Linked DNA regions of Salmo salar: region 1 is linked to region 2. A link is a contact called in public Hi-C data. All regions are on one chromosome and are shown on one strand. Each heading gives the region's core, a stretch centred on a gene start, on an enhancer-like site or on the middle of the called end of the contact. The rest is flanking DNA. Distances are from core to core; before and after follow the strand shown. Region 1 holds the start of LOC106574434 (actin-related protein 3). Region 2 holds the start of LOC106574436 (oxysterol-binding protein-related protein 11).

Region 1 (3,073 bases), core at 129-2,628, 210 kb before region 2:
CTCCTCACTCTCAGATTCCCCAACCAGACTCATATTGAACGTAAGGATGCAGGTGTTTGGAGACACAGATAGCCATTTAGCACTTGTTCTGTCCGTTTTCCATAAACAAGCGCTGTAACATGGACTGATATGAAAGATAAGGTCCTTATGCTTCCAAAATCATACTGCAAGCGATGCGTGTTAATGTTCAGACCGAGCATCGCGGCTCTTAACAAATCTCCTCAGTACAGTCCAATGACTCATGTGTACGTAATGGAAAGGAACTGATTCTCATGATCAAGGGCTACATATGAATGAACATGGTACATTATCATTAGAAGATGACAGCGTTTCCCAAACTCGGTCCTTGGGACCACAGGGGGTGGTTTTTGCCCTAACACTACACAGGTGATTCAAATGATCAAAGCTTGATGATTAGTTGATTATTTGAATCAGCTGTTTAGTGCTAGGGCGAAAAACAAAATGTGCACCGAGTTTGGGGAACCGCTGATGTATGATACAGAAATACTTACATGAAGGAACAATAAACTGTGGCTCTGTGTTTCCAGCATATCCAATCTTTGTGTACCTACAACAAAAGCATTGCATGAGAAAGTTCAGTGGGTTATATAGATTCTAATGATGCATGATCTAAAGCAGTGGTTCACAACCTGGGGGTACTTGGCCATCCACAGGGGGGTACTTGAGAAGCCTCGTGAGACCATAGGCCTACTGGTAAAATGCACATAAGGGGTACTCAGTCCGAGCAGTGAAAATTCAGTTGGTGGTACAGTAACCGAAAAAGGTTACAAACCACTAATCTAAAAGGTGGCATGACTGTCTGTGGACTAGGCCAGTTATACGCTTCCATAAATTGAAACAGTTACGTAGACTCCTGTAACAGGTTAAAGTCAATGCATACCACTAATGTAACGTCTAACGAGTGGGGAACCCTGATGGAAATTAGCTACTAGCAAGCTATCTTCTAATGCCTAAAATGGTTAACTAGCTATCTTGCTGGGTGGATTAAACGAAATTAAGCAAATTAAGGTTGTTGCTGACTAGCTAGCTATCTTGATTGGTTTACCTTGCACGCCCAACATTTCTGCCCTGTCTGGGTGCATCTAGCTAAAGCCAATCAATCAGTTAGCTAGTTATTAGCATTAACACTTGGTACGTACCCTGTGCCACAGTCAACTACACAAGCCGGTAGACGTCCAGCCATGTTTCCTTAAATATCTACCGCAGACTGCAATAATGAATTGCTGCTTTATTCCAGTGGGTCTTATAAAAAGGAAAGTCGTTTGTTTTGGGTAGAGGGATAACCATTTATTTAGCTAGCTAGTTTAGAGGCGGAACCCTGAACCCGCAGAGTGAAGTTACTTCCGCAATCACCTGATGCGGAAGTTGAAAGCGGCTGACGCGACGCTGATCATAACGTTTGTTAAAGCATTTCTAATATCGCACCTTATCAGAAGGGGAGGTGAATGTACACTTTCTAATTGAAATGTAAACATATTAAACAATTATTCTCTATAATGTACCGGTAGTTTGTATAGTAGCAGCAGAATACCCGTGTTCAGTCAATTCACGGACAGGATTCTGTGACGATTGATATGAGTGCAGTAGACTATCTGAATATAATATCTTCTTTGAACATTGCATGACGCTATAGACACCAATGACATTAAAATGCATTGTATCAATGCGTTAGGTTGACCTTTTGGGTGAACATGAAAACCAAGATCTGTTCTCTCTATCCTAGAAGTAAACTGCATTAGTGATCAGTTTCACCCAAGACCATCTCAAAAGTTTCCATCATTTTCAGAGACCGAGTTAAAATCAGTTTCAAGTTGGATATTCGACAATAGCTTTCAAACCACTTGAGCCACAGATTCCAAATAAGTGTCATGATGTTGGAAAAATTGTGACCGTGACATGTGGGTACGTTTCATCAAGTTGACATTCAGTGATCCGTGCCCAGTGGGAACCTAGGCTTCTTCCGTCCGTTTTATGGTTCCGCAGCAAAACAATGGGCATGGATGGTACTACCCACATCAGATATAGGCCTCCCTCCCCAGACAAGCTGGAGATACCTCTCCCCACTTCATAGGGCATGAGCCAGATCCATGCAATGCCAATGAGTTTAGTCTCTGCCTCAAGTCTAGTGAGCGTAGAGGAGACCTCCCCACCTACAATGTGTGGGGCCGGCAAGCACCGTAGCTAGGGAGATCTACGAGAAGGGCCCGGCGCGCGTCCAGAGTTGCCGGACCCAACCCCCAACCGGCCCGCGGACAGACAGCACCCCGACAAAACCCCGCATGCAGCCCTTTGCGAGACCACGCACAAGAGACCACGAGATGGGCCGCACAATGACCTTCCAATGGTGGCAAGAGGAGGGCGGCGGAGCGACTGCTCCCCCAGCGGCGGCTCGAGCCCCACTTCGCACCCCAGCCAGACCGACCCAGCCCTTAGAGCCAATCCTTATCCCGAAGTTACAGATCTTTTTTGCCAACTTTCCTTACCTACATTGTTATAACATGCCAGAGGCTGTTCACCTTGGAGACCTGCTGCGGATATGGGTACGGCCCGGCATGAGATTTACACCCTCTCTCCCGGATTTTCAAGGTCCAGGGAGAGCTCACCAGATGTTGCCAAAACCGCAATGCTTTCCAGGGCTTGGGCCCCTCTCTTGGGGCGAACCCATTCCAGGGCGCACTGCCCTTTACAAAGAAAAGAGAACTCTCCCTGGGGCTCCCGTCAGCTTCTCCGGAATCGGTTGCTCACAGTGCCCGTCTCCGCCAGTCCGTGCACATTCTGAAAGTAGTTTGAGGTCAGTAGGTCACATTACCAAGGAGATATTGAAATGATAAAGTTTGAAAAATGTATGCAAAATTGTGTGAGATGAAAATGGACAAACTAAAGGGTGTGCAAGATAGAAGGGTAGTCAGTAGACTTTCTGAACCTTGTTTGAAGTCAGTAGGTCACATGACCAAGGACCTATTGAAATTTTGAAAAATGTATCTAAAATCGTGTGAGATGAAAATGGACAAACAAAAGGGTGTGCAATATGTTGGCCCACAATTGTACATTC
Region 2 (3,280 bases), core at 705-3,204:
CATTACCGCGATCCCTTCCACCCCAATCAAGGTGCCACCAACCTCCTGTGATTACAATATGTTATGTGATGTTATTTTGTTACAGGGTCGTTTAAGGAATTGACATAAGGGACGGCTGGATACAATAACACACACATTAAGTCTTGGCACAGTGGAAAGCAAGGTATGTCATACTGGTAGGCCGTTCATAGAATGCCAACTACCTTTAGCATCTATTTATGAAGGTATATTCTGGCCGGGGGAGTTTTGTTAAGAGCCCCGACGCTCGTTCTGAACGTTAACATGCATCACTTGCGGTACGGTTTTGGAAATATAAGGAAAGTATCTTTCATAGCAGCGAGAAAGAATCTCAAAAAAACGTACGTCTAAATTACTACACACCTTTTATAGTATGTCTGGGAATTTCCAGGGACCTCACAATATCATATTATCACGATATTTAGGAGCCAATACGATATGTATTGCGATTCTCACAATTCTATGTATTGCGATTCGATAATGTGATTTTATTGCGATTCGATGTTCCAAACTGTTCACCATAGCTGCAGAGGGACAAGCAAGAACATGAGAAAACGAGTTTGGATCAGTCATGGAAATAAAAGTGCTGAAAACAAATTGACTCCCCATTTAAAAAGGAGATGGAGAATAAGCTATGTAGGAAAAATACTGGACAACTAACAAAAAAAATCCTATTGCGATATTGTCAAAACTACATGATATATTGTCAAAATAATATCCTGATATGTAACTGTCTAGACTTCTTACCCCAGCACTATTTTATAAGGTTAGGGTTTGTGTTCCCATATGGACATGTTACAGTGCTTTACTAAGGAAGCCTAATGGAAGGCAGAGAAGACCATGATATTGATCCCATACTATGCATACACACTGCCCTATGGTTCAGTGCAAACCTGATACAGTAAGTCTATCTTTTTTATATGAAAGATTATTTCTCACTCATATGAAAGATAATTCCATGTCTCAAAAACCGCGATGATTATTGACGTTTCTGAACTTTAAAACAAAGATGGGATTGTAGTTTACATGGGCCCACCGGTAAACAGCGCTTATAGCTGATATCCCTAGGGATAAGGCAGAATGCCTTGTTAATGCCTTGGGTTCTTGAGAACAACACCACACGGATACGTTATCAACTCTGTATAGGTCAAACTTCACTCATCTTATCTGCGTGTGTCCTTTTACACAACCGCAAAGCATGTCCGGAGATAACGTTAACTCCAGATGTATTGCCCAACTCAATGATTTGTAAACTCGAGGCAAAAATCTAATATTAAACAAAACACAATACTAACCACATTTTTGGGAAGCTTGTGACCGGGGAGGTATTTGACGTTCTCATGCTCTGTGTTGATGATTTCTGTTAACTTTTTGCCATCGATCATCTCTTCAAACACCCACATGTTAACAATGGGGTCAAACCTGTTGGATCCCTTTACATTGTGACCGACGATTTTGGCTATCGCAGAGCCCCTAGGAGATGATGAAAACGGATTAGTTTGGAGGGCAATGGAATAACAGCATTCATATTTTCAAAATCCCAGTCGCAAAATGAACAACATGCCAAATATATCTTGGGGGTACCATAACCAGATTACAACAGTACACGAAATGGCTTGCATATCCCCAAGCCTACATTCAATGAATGTAAATCAAACTTCTATGTTTGAGCTTCTATGAAACTACAAGCAAGTTGTCAATTTAGCCAAAGATCAGCACTTAGTTTGCTACATTATGAATCAATGAGTGGAATTCATGATACAATTTTGTCGAATGCAGGCACATGCAAATAGAGAAAGCCCATAAATATACCAGTTTCCAGATCCAACGATGCACACTTTCTTAGCAGGCATTTTTAAGGTAGAGTAGCAGCCACGATTCCTGTTAAGTGTTAAGGGATCAGTAAAATGCCGTGTTTATAACCATGTCCATAACTTCCTTATACGCCCTAGTCGTGTGGGCAGCACATTATTTTTAGCACACCGCCCTTTTACCCTGTATATAAAAGAAGGGAAAGGTTTGTACAGGTTAGATAACAGTAGGGTTATTCTGGGTGTGCCACCACGACGAACCTGTCATGACAAGTATGGAGAGACGTTTATGCATGGAGAAAGTCCTATAATTTTCTCGATTTGCCGAGCTCGGGGAGATACAAAATTCTCACTGTTTGTCATGCAACACGACTGAAATATATGCCGGCGGTAGCTCGATGGGGTATGTGCAGGATATATTTGAAGACGTGTTCTATTTCTACAACTGCAACCTATTTCGACAAACTTTGTATGCTACAATTTTCCCTATTGTTTTGCCAATGCGGAAGTCCTTTCATGGAATTGAATCACATGACTCCAGTTCCGTGTCGCGTCATCGTGAAGCCTGTTAGCAGCGATTTGGATAATGTTAACCCCAAGCTCACGACCTATCTAGCTAGCACGCCACTGTTTTTATACGAATATATTGTGATGGATTACTTAATTAGTCGTTTAGATAGTTTTTCATGAACGATAGCTATGTGTTTTGTAAAGCCATAAACCGAAGAAATCCATCTGTGAGCAAGGCCTTCAAGTTAGCAAATCAGACTAGAGTGCTGTGTGACTAGCTGTCAAGCTAGCTAACGTTTCTGGCAAGGTTTGTAGCTTGTTAGCTAGCTATAACGTTGGCTATGACTATGCAAGGAGAAACCGCCACGGCAATACGAATATCGGACAGTGAAGGGAAACTGGATGTCTTTCCCCAGAAAGGAACGCCTGGTAGTTCTGGGAGAGGGAGTTCTAAAGGCTGGCAGTACAGGTATGCTGACTGTCTAGCTAGCTAGGCTAATTATCTGGCTAACCAATCGTGCAAACCTAGTTAGCTGCTGTGATTTTGTTTGGTTAATAGGCAGTGCAACACACATCTTCAGTTGGTAACGTTAACTAGCAAGCCCTTGGTCAAATGTTAGCTGTCTAGCCAGCTATGGTTTCTAGCTGAGCTTACCGACTTAGCTATTAGTTAACAGGCTAGTCAGAGTTGAATCCGAGGTTCTTCTGGAGTTGAACTTTGCCAACCCATTGCTGTTATTGTAGGATAACTAGCTTTTTTGCTAACTGTCAATCATTTTCTCTATCTCTGCTCTGCAGTGACCACATGGAAAATATTGATGGTTACCTGATGAAATACACCAACCTGGTAACAGGATGGCAATATAGGTGAGTGGGCAGCCCAGGTTGAAGAACATTGATTAAACAGTGCTATGCATTTAGTAAAAGTTTTTACAATTTGA

The links. A called contact is a pair of places that touch in the nucleus more often than the background predicts.
Region 1: a contact with region 2 is called in a Hi-C map of gill, with 4 times the contacts expected there. The contact joins the promoter of LOC106574434 here to the promoter of LOC106574436 in region 2. A contact is called at or near these places in 2 of 3 Hi-C or Micro-C datasets (gill and muscle).

The regions. Positions count from the first base shown.
Region 1 is chrssa16:68,302,311-68,305,383 of Ssal_v3.1, reverse strand. LOC106574434 (actin-related protein 3) reads right to left here and starts at 1,378. Exons shown (of 12, transcript XM_014150321.2): 1 at 1,161-1,378; 2 at 513-568. The coding sequence starts at 1,204.
Region 2 is chrssa16:68,089,440-68,092,719 of Ssal_v3.1, reverse strand. It overlaps LOC106574436 (oxysterol-binding protein-related protein 11), which reads left to right and starts at 1,954. Exons shown (of 13, transcript XM_014150332.2): 1 at 1,954-2,232; 2 at 3,138-3,206. The coding sequence starts at 2,228. LOC106574437 (glycerol-3-phosphate dehydrogenase 1-like protein) reads right to left here and starts at 2,109. Exons shown (of 9, transcript XM_014150334.2): 1 at 2,091-2,109; 2 at 1,831-1,899; 3 at 1,314-1,491. The coding sequence starts at 1,871.